Linked DNA regions of Pan troglodytes: all the other regions are linked to region 1. A link is a contact called in public Hi-C data. All regions are on one chromosome and are shown on one strand. The core of a region is the stretch at or near the end of the contact, and the rest is flanking DNA. Distances in the headings are between cores, read along the strand shown. Region 1 overlaps TEAD1 (TEA domain transcription factor 1). Region 2 overlaps PARVA (parvin alpha). Region 3 has its middle 130 kb from the start of TEAD1.

Evidence for each region. Hi-C and Micro-C count contacts between places; a contact is called where the count stands out from the background.
Region 2: a contact with region 1 is called in a Hi-C map of stem cell-derived neural progenitor cells, with 7 times the contacts expected there. The contact joins two enhancer-like sites. A contact is called at or near these places in 4 of 7 Hi-C or Micro-C datasets (induced pluripotent stem cells, a lymphoblastoid cell line and stem cell-derived neural progenitor cells).
Region 3: a contact with region 1 is called in a Hi-C map of stem cell-derived neural progenitor cells, with 4 times the contacts expected there. The contact joins two enhancer-like sites. A contact is called at or near these places in 2 of 7 Hi-C or Micro-C datasets (blood and stem cell-derived neural progenitor cells).

The regions. Positions count from the first base shown.
Region 1 is chr9:17,049,728-17,052,335 of NHGRI_mPanTro3-v2.0_pri, forward strand. The region is part of intron 9 of TEAD1 (TEA domain transcription factor 1); the gene reads left to right. Among named protein-coding and RNA genes, the nearest start is that of RASSF10, 120 kb to the right of the region's middle. Within about 2 kb of position 1,319, at least 6 of the 24 cell types and tissues checked have an H3K27ac peak or open chromatin away from gene starts, as enhancers often do. A contact at or near this core is called in induced pluripotent stem cells and stem cell-derived neural progenitor cells, where this site is marked.
Region 2 is chr9:16,566,980-16,569,587 of NHGRI_mPanTro3-v2.0_pri, forward strand. All of the region lies in intron 1 of PARVA (parvin alpha), which reads left to right. Among named protein-coding and RNA genes, the nearest start is that of PARVA, 35 kb to the left of the region's middle. Within about 2 kb of position 1,307, at least 10 of the 24 cell types and tissues checked have an H3K27ac peak or open chromatin away from gene starts, as enhancers often do. A contact at or near this core is called in induced pluripotent stem cells and stem cell-derived neural progenitor cells, where this site is marked.
Region 3 is chr9:16,696,365-16,698,972 of NHGRI_mPanTro3-v2.0_pri, forward strand. No RefSeq gene overlaps it. Among named protein-coding and RNA genes, the nearest start is that of TEAD1, 130 kb to the right of the region's middle. Within about 2 kb of position 1,282, at least 3 of the 24 cell types and tissues checked have an H3K27ac peak or open chromatin away from gene starts, as enhancers often do. A contact at or near this core is called in stem cell-derived neural progenitor cells, where this site is marked.

The DNA.
Region 1 (2,608 bases), core at 69-2,568:
GTCTCAAAAAAATAAATAAACAAAAATAAAAAAGAAGCAGCAGCAGTAAGGTTTTAATTCCCGATTGCCAGGAGGGTTCTTGCCTTTATCCTGGGCAGGACAGAGAAGGGCACCGGTGTCTCTGGAGAAGCTTCCTAGTTTTATAGTGGCTGCTGAGGCAGTTGCTCCATCTTGGGGTGGAGAATGGCTGTTTGAACAAATCTGGTTCCTGGTCCTTCAGAAAAGAGGCTCCTTCTCTCCTGTAATTCAGGGCTTGGAAGTGATCTTATGCCAGTAAGCCAGGTCACCAGCATCTGTGCAGCTCTGTGTGGCCTGGGCGGAATTTTCACATTGACTGTTTCATTTGACCTTGTAGACAGGCTAGGGTTCATCACTGCTCAGATGAGGAAGCCAAGGCCCAGAAAGGTTAAGCAACTTGCCTCAAGCCACTCAGCTCAAAAATAGCAGAGCCTAGATATTCTAACCCAGGTGTCATTAATGTTCCCATCTCATGCTTCGGAATAAGTGGTTGGAAAGTACATTTGGCCTTCCAGGTTTGGGGAGGAAGGCTGCAGCTGATCTAACGGTTGGCTATGCTTAGTCCTTGAATGTCTCTCAGGTTTTTCTCATGTTTTTCCAAGCCTAGTCTTCCAGTAGGACGTAGGAGATGGAGTGTCTCCCGGGGAAGGAGATGATGGCTCAGTGTGGAGCACCCCCATGCCCCTTACAATCCTGAGCCCTTGCCGAGCCACCTGCGAGCCCCTCCAGGCCCAGGGCACACTCTCTTGTGGCAGCAGACATTGTACTGTGTTTCTAAGATGCTCTGGCCACTTCCCCTGTTTCTTCATTACCCTTTGGGAAGGAGGCCACTGAAAGCGTCTGGAAATCCGGGTTCTATAGACATTTCACAGAGGCCCCAGTCAGGCCCCCTCTGCTTTCTTTGGCAGGTCCGCACCCCACGCACCTTCCTGGTTGCTCACTCAGTCGGTGGGCCTTTCAGCTGCACTTCTGTGGGGAAGACACACTCCTGTCTGAGGAAGCAGCAGCCCCTCTGTGGAGATGGTGCTGGGAGTGGGAGGTGGGAAGGATGCATCTCGGTGTGAGATCCTGGAAGGAGGCATTCACTTGCTCCTTGTTTCCAATGATGTTTCTCTCTGGGAAGAACAAGGGGCATGGGATGAAGTGGCATATCAGGGCCAAGTGGCCAGAACAGGGCTGGTGCCCTGAACAGTGAGCTGAGGAGAGAACCCACTTCAGATTCACTTTCTCCTGGGCAGGAACCGTGAGCACAGGCAAGCTCCTGGGCTGAATGTGCGGGAACCTGTCTTGGCTTGGCTCCGCAGCCATTCCCTGTCCCCCCAGGGGCCACCGCAGGCTGCCCAGCCTGCCCTGGGGGGTAGGTGGACAGACATTCCAGGCAGGACCGTGACAAGAAGTAAATGTAGGCGATTTGTCCTTGTTCTGTTCCAGCTTGTACATTAGCATCCCTTGACATGAGTTATTTGTCTTGATTTCTTTAAATTCCTAAGTGGATTATAATTTTTTTCTTGGTATTATTTGACAGCAGTCATTTTTCAAGGTTTCACTACGTTCTTCAAATACTTAGAATTTTTGGAACAAATTTAGGAAAAGACTGCCATCTTCAGGTTGGACGGTGCAGTGCAGGACCCGGTGTGTCTGAGGGCACCTCGCAGATGCTGAGGACTAGCAGATTTGTAGGGCTTTTTCTTCCTTTTCCACAAAGATTGAACTGCCTTCATCAGTTCAATACATCTAGATTCAATACATCTAGAATGTATTGGCAGTCCTTTTAAAAAAAAGAGAAAAAAGCCCCAGTGACCACTGTTGGAAGTTGTACTGTTGTGGTTTGTTTCATCTACAGTGATGGACAGCCTCCTAGGCTGTCCCCACTCCACTTTTGGGAACAGACTTTGCATGCCTTAGAGGAAGGTAGGAAGCAGGTATCTGGAGAGGGTACTGTGTGCCTGAGGGAAATGCGGACGCCAGACCCCACAAGGCTTCCCCACACTGCCACTACCCTAGCACCGATGGTAACATCAGAACAGAATCGCCTTAATGAGTATGAAACTTTCCCTGTCTTCATTTATGCTTTAAGTTTTAGTATGTCCAGGTTTTTGTTATCAGAGGGACAGTATTGATTTCACATTATTTTCGTCCAAAGTAAAGAAACATCATGATTCTTCCGGAAAGTAATAACAGCAGCAAATTACGTGCTATGTACAGTGTTATGTGTTTTCCTTGCATTATCTCATTTAATATTCTTGACACTCCAGTACAGTAGGTACTATTATTATTCCTGCATTATAGTTCTACTAAGTATACATATTTCCACTATGGCTGTGGAAACTGCAGCAGAGAGAGAGGGCTATAATCACTTGCCCTGGATGACTCAGTTAGGAAGTGGTGCTACTGCTCGGATTCAAACCCAGATCCCATCTGACACCACAGTCCAGGTGTTCATCACTCCTCACTGCAGGCTCCCTAAGCAGCAAAGAGCAGCAGGGACCAGGAAACAAAGTGACCTCATAGAGCAGCTTTGAAGGAAGACGAAAGTCCTTTATTAACTCCCCCCGGGTATCTCAGAAGCTCTTTGCAAGTGAATGGTTGA
Region 2 (2,608 bases), core at 57-2,556, 480 kb before region 1:
TTTGGAGACATCACTAGAAAATCTCAGCAGCAGGAGCCCAGTGCCTACGCCAGCCCATCTTTCACACTGTAGCTGCCAGAATGTTCATTCCCAAACCAAACTCTGACCTAGTTCCTCCTCCAGTGGAAAACTACTGAGGATCCCTTCTTCTCCCCACCCCATCTATAGCTATGGCTTTCAGTGTTAAAAAGAAAGAAAGAAATGAAAGTTGTGTGGACCCTTCTTTTTCAATAAAGTATCACATGGAATGTTCGTCATTAAGCATCTGGACTCTGGCATCAGACAGACCTGGGTCCAAATGCAGGCTCTGCCACTTACCTGTATAACCTCAGGCAAGCTGTCTAACCTCGCCATACCTCACTTTTCTCGGCTGTAAAATGGGGGTGTGATACTGACGATCCCTAGTTCATGAGGCTGTTGTGGAGATCAAGTATGGTACTTAGCAGAGTACCTGGCCTGGTATAGCTACCAAATAAATGTTAGCTAATGTTACTAGAGCACAAGTTAATTTTCTAAGTTCTAACTTATAACAGTTATAAAGCCCATCAGTGACAATAATTTGGCTGTTTGGATGAACAAAGGATTTTTAAAAACAGATTTCACTTTTTATTAGGTTGCTGCAAAGGTAATTGCGATCTTTGCCATTTTAATGGTAAAAACCACAATTACCTTTGCACCAACCTAATAGAACAGTTTTAGATTTACAAGAAATTGTGGGATAGTGCAGAGAGTTCCCATATGCCCTGTACCCAGTTCCCCTATTGTCAACATTGTACGTTGGTATGGTACATTTATTATAATTAATGAACCAATATTAATACATAATCATCAACTAAAGTTCATACTTTATTCAAAACTCCTTAGTTTTTCCCTAATAGATTTCTTTTTCTGTTCCAAGGTTCCACCAGGGAAGGTACCATAGTACATTAGGTTGTCACGCCTCCCTAGGTTCCTCTTGGCTATAATAGCTTTTTTACTTTCCTTGTTTTTGATGGCCTCGACACTTTTTAGGAGTACTGGTCAGGTGTTTTGTAGGATGCCCCTCTACTAGAATTTATCTGATATTCTTCTCATGGTTAGACGGAATTGAACATAGAAATGTAAAGTTAGCGGCTTATGGATGACCACTCCAGTTTTCCCTTGGTCTCAGCATCCATGAAATTAGAATCAGATGTTTATGGGGAGTCTAAAAACATGGTTTGAAAAATCAGTGGAGAAGATCAAGTCTACACTCCCTGGTGTGACCTACGAGGTCCTTCTCACTCCAAGCCCTGCCCACATCACCAGCCTGCTTTATCACTCCTTCCTGCTGCAGGCACCCCCAGCGTCTCAGCATTCCCCTAATAGGTCCGGGCATTGAGGCATATCGACTCATCCCCCAGGAATGCCTTCCCTCCTTTCTCTGCCTGCCTAGTTTCTTTCTAATCTCTGTGCAAAGACTCTAAGATCCAGTTTAACTTATCCTTCCTCCCTGATGCAGTTCCCACTTTCCTCACAGAGACTAACACTGTCCCTAGGGTTCCCTGGGCACATCTCTCTATTGTCCTTCTCAGCTCTCATGTCCGCCTCTTCCTGTACACTGGAAGCTTCTTAAGAGCAGGAGCTGAGTCATAATCCTCTATTCCTCATGTCCAGCGTGAGCCTGGCACACAGTAGGTGCTTAAGAGATGCTTAATGAGTGACTCTTGATGTTAGAGAAAGCTGCCATTTCTATACCATCTTTAACACAGAGCATGTTGCCTTCATCCTAAGAAAATGGGCTGCCCCAGTGGATGATGGATACCAGAGATTAACCCTTGGGTGGATCTTTTAAGGCCGTTTTCTCCCTGCCCCAGAGGGTGTGGGAATGAGGTGTGAGTATGGAAAGGGCCACCAGGGGGCTCCGGGATGCAGTTCACCAGCCCAGGCCTAGAGGAAGGCTCAGTGGTGGCTTCAGCAGCAAGCCTGGGTCTGGCAGAATCCTCAAAGAAAGTGTGTCAAAAGAGAGGTCTGTTTTGCTACCGATGTGCCAGGCTCTGTAGCAAAGACAGGATGTACCAGCCTGTTCTTCAAACATGTGTGGGCCCCTCACTGTCCTTTGCCCCAGAGGTCCCAGCCTACAGAGAAAGGGACAAAAGATCCTGAGAGCCAAGAAATAATATTTGCAGGAAAAATGGTCTTGTTATATGTGCAAGCAGACCTTTACTTCATTCAGACTTCCTAATTTCCCTTTCCACGCCAGTGTTAATAGTTCTCCTTGGATCGCAAACTCTTAATAGATATTCCTAAGGCCAAAAGTATCACTGAGAAGTTGGAGTCAAAATCTCAGGGCTTTTTTTTGAATTCTATAAGAAGAGGGGAAAACAGCTGAGTTAATTTGAAATAATGAAGCTGGAATTAGAAATTGCTCTGGTCAGTAACATCCACTGTTTTGTTTTTTTGTTGTTTGTGTTATTAACAGTAATAATAACAATAGCTCTTGTGCATGGGGTGCCAACTCTGTGCCAGGCATTGGGATGCAGGTGTCTGCCTGTGCCAGGCATTTGTCTTTGGGCATACAAGGGGAATTAGGCCAGGATAATCTCTGCCCATTCTGCCACAAAGATATTATCTCCATTTCATAGATGAG
Region 3 (2,608 bases), core at 32-2,531, 350 kb before region 1:
GTTTCTTCTCTTGGATTTTCCCAATGTGAAAATCTGCAGTCAGGTTACACTGCTAGAGACACGACTCAGGGGAAGCCCAGGGGAGAGAGTGCAAGCACATTTTATTAGGACAGCCAGAACCCCTGAAAACTTTGATTTAGGGGCAAAGGGCCTATGTTCAAGCCTGGCATTTGCTAGCTGTCTGATACTGGGCAAGTCACTGTACCTCTGAGCCTCTCCGTCGGTAGTGAGGATGTAAGGGGGGCTTGTCACTTGTTGAATCCTGGTTTGATTTTGCCTGGCTCAGAAGTGTCTCCCACCCTGCCATCTTCAGGCCTCTCTCCTGAACCTATGCTCCAACTATGAGGGTAATCATCCCACACCGAGGAGGGCCACTCCACAACCCAGGGCTGGTGAAGAGGCTCAACAATAGTGTGGCTATGGACACTCTGTAAACCTGAAAGCTCCACAGCAGTAGGGGTTCTTAGTGCTACTGTTATTCCTGCAAGCCTTAGGCCAGGGTTGGCAAATAGTACCATGCTTCCTCTGCTCCTCACATATCTATGGCAGACATTACTAATCAACCCAGCACTCTCCCCAATGCCTTTTGACTAGTGATGTCTGTGGTAGAGTGGGAGGGAGGTAGGAATATTACAAGGAAAGCTGCTTGCCATTGTAGCCTTGTACAAATTTTATAGCTTAGGATGCCAATACAAGGCTCCAAATAAATTCTTAATGCCCACTCCTGGACCAATCAGTTATGATTGGGGATGGGGCAGGAGGTAAAATCTATAGAAAGATAGTAGCTACCACTCAAACTACATATTTACCAGAAGGCAGCATGTTTACCTGCTCAAGATGTTCTGTTTTTAGCCTCCAGAAAAGCCACGTCCCTAGGTTCTGAGGGTAGTACCGAGTCCATGTTAGAGATGAGCAAAGAAGCCCAGATAGGTTAAGTGGAGTGGCCAAAATAACCCTGTAGAAAGGGGTAGAACTGTCTGACTCCAGCTTCCAAACATCTTACCTTTAGGCAGGAAGGCAAGGGTTCCAAACACCCACGCATTCCCCAGGCAAGCTCACCAAGGCCCACTGACCCCAGCAGCCAGAGGACAGCCCTGAAAAGTGAGGCCCGGGAGTCCTTGGCTATGTTCTAAGAACTGAGAGAAGCATTCACAATGAAATCCAGAAGGCTCTTTGGAGAAGTCTGCAGTTTGGGAACAATCCTGCTAAGTCATAGATGCTTTGAATTCCTTAGCTTTTGCCTTCAGAATTCCTGGCAGCTGCAGGCAGCGGATGAGTATTCGTGGACAGACACTGATTTCTCCCCTGCTGGCGAAGGCCAGGGCAGGCCAGGTCCAAGACTGAGAAGCCAGCAGACTGAATCTCCACTCTAGAGAAGTCTAGAAGCAGGAAGGGCTTGTGCAGTGGATGCTGTGGTGCCCCCTGCCCAGGTGGCCCTGAGGACCAAGGCACTCATTCTTCCCTCTCTCCCTACCCTCCACACCCCCAGCTGCCTCCCACTGCATGATAGGCCCTGCTGAAGAAAGATGTGAGCCTGTCTCCAAGATGACACGCCCTTGCATGGGCACCCAAGGACTGGTCGGTGCACACAGTCAGTGCATATACTTTCTTCCTTCCATCTGGACATCTCTGAAGGGAAGAGGCTCTTTCAAGATCCTCCCTCCAGCCCCAGAGCTCCAGGTGGGAGCAGTTGAGGCCACCCTCACAGCATATCACAGCCTAGCTCCTCTCCCTGAGCTCCCGCTCCCTCACTGGTGGTGTTCTTGGGCTCACTCCCCAGTAAGCCACCTGCTCATAAATCTCCATCTCAGAACCTGCCTCCCGGAGACCAGAACGGGGGCTGCTTGAAAAGAAAAGAGAAAGAAGAATCCTGGAGGTGGGACACTCAGCGTTCTTAGAAATAATCGCATCTAGCCCCACCACTGCAGAGGGGAGAGAGTTTGCCCAAGGTCACAGAGCCCGTTGATGGCAAAGCTGGCTCCAGGGACCTCTGACCCCCATTCCCTCCATTCTTGGGGCTGATATTAAAACTGCTGACATGTTTGAATGTTATTTGTATGTAAGCATTTTCCCTAATCATCACAGCACCCTCTGAGGTAGGTGTGATTAACTTCCTGTTTTTACAGATGATAAAACAGGCTCCAAGAAGTTGTGAGTGAGTTGCTCAAGGTTGCACTGCTTGCACGTGGCGGAGGTGGGATCCAACCCAGGTCTGTGTGATTCCCACGCCCACATTCTTTGCACGATGGCACATTTCCTCTGGCTCTTTTGGGAAAGAGGGGGTCTTTGGATTGTTATGAGGCTTCCCAGACCTGCGTGGGTCCTATGCCCTGCTACTCTGAGCATAGAACCAGAGGTAGCAGGGCACAGGGCATAGTTCCCTCCCCTAAGAGAACCTCAGGGAGGCCCTCTGTGGAGGAGGCACACACTACCAGCCTCAGCGAGCCCCGGCCCAGGTGTGGCCCCTGTGTGGAGCGTCTCCTTTGGCAGATCAAGTTCCCACTCATTCCTCAGGGCAGCCCTGTTACTCTACATTCCAGCCCAGGGATGCCGCAGCTTTAGGGCCAGGATTTAAACCAAATATCCTGCCTCTCCCCAGGGATGTCCC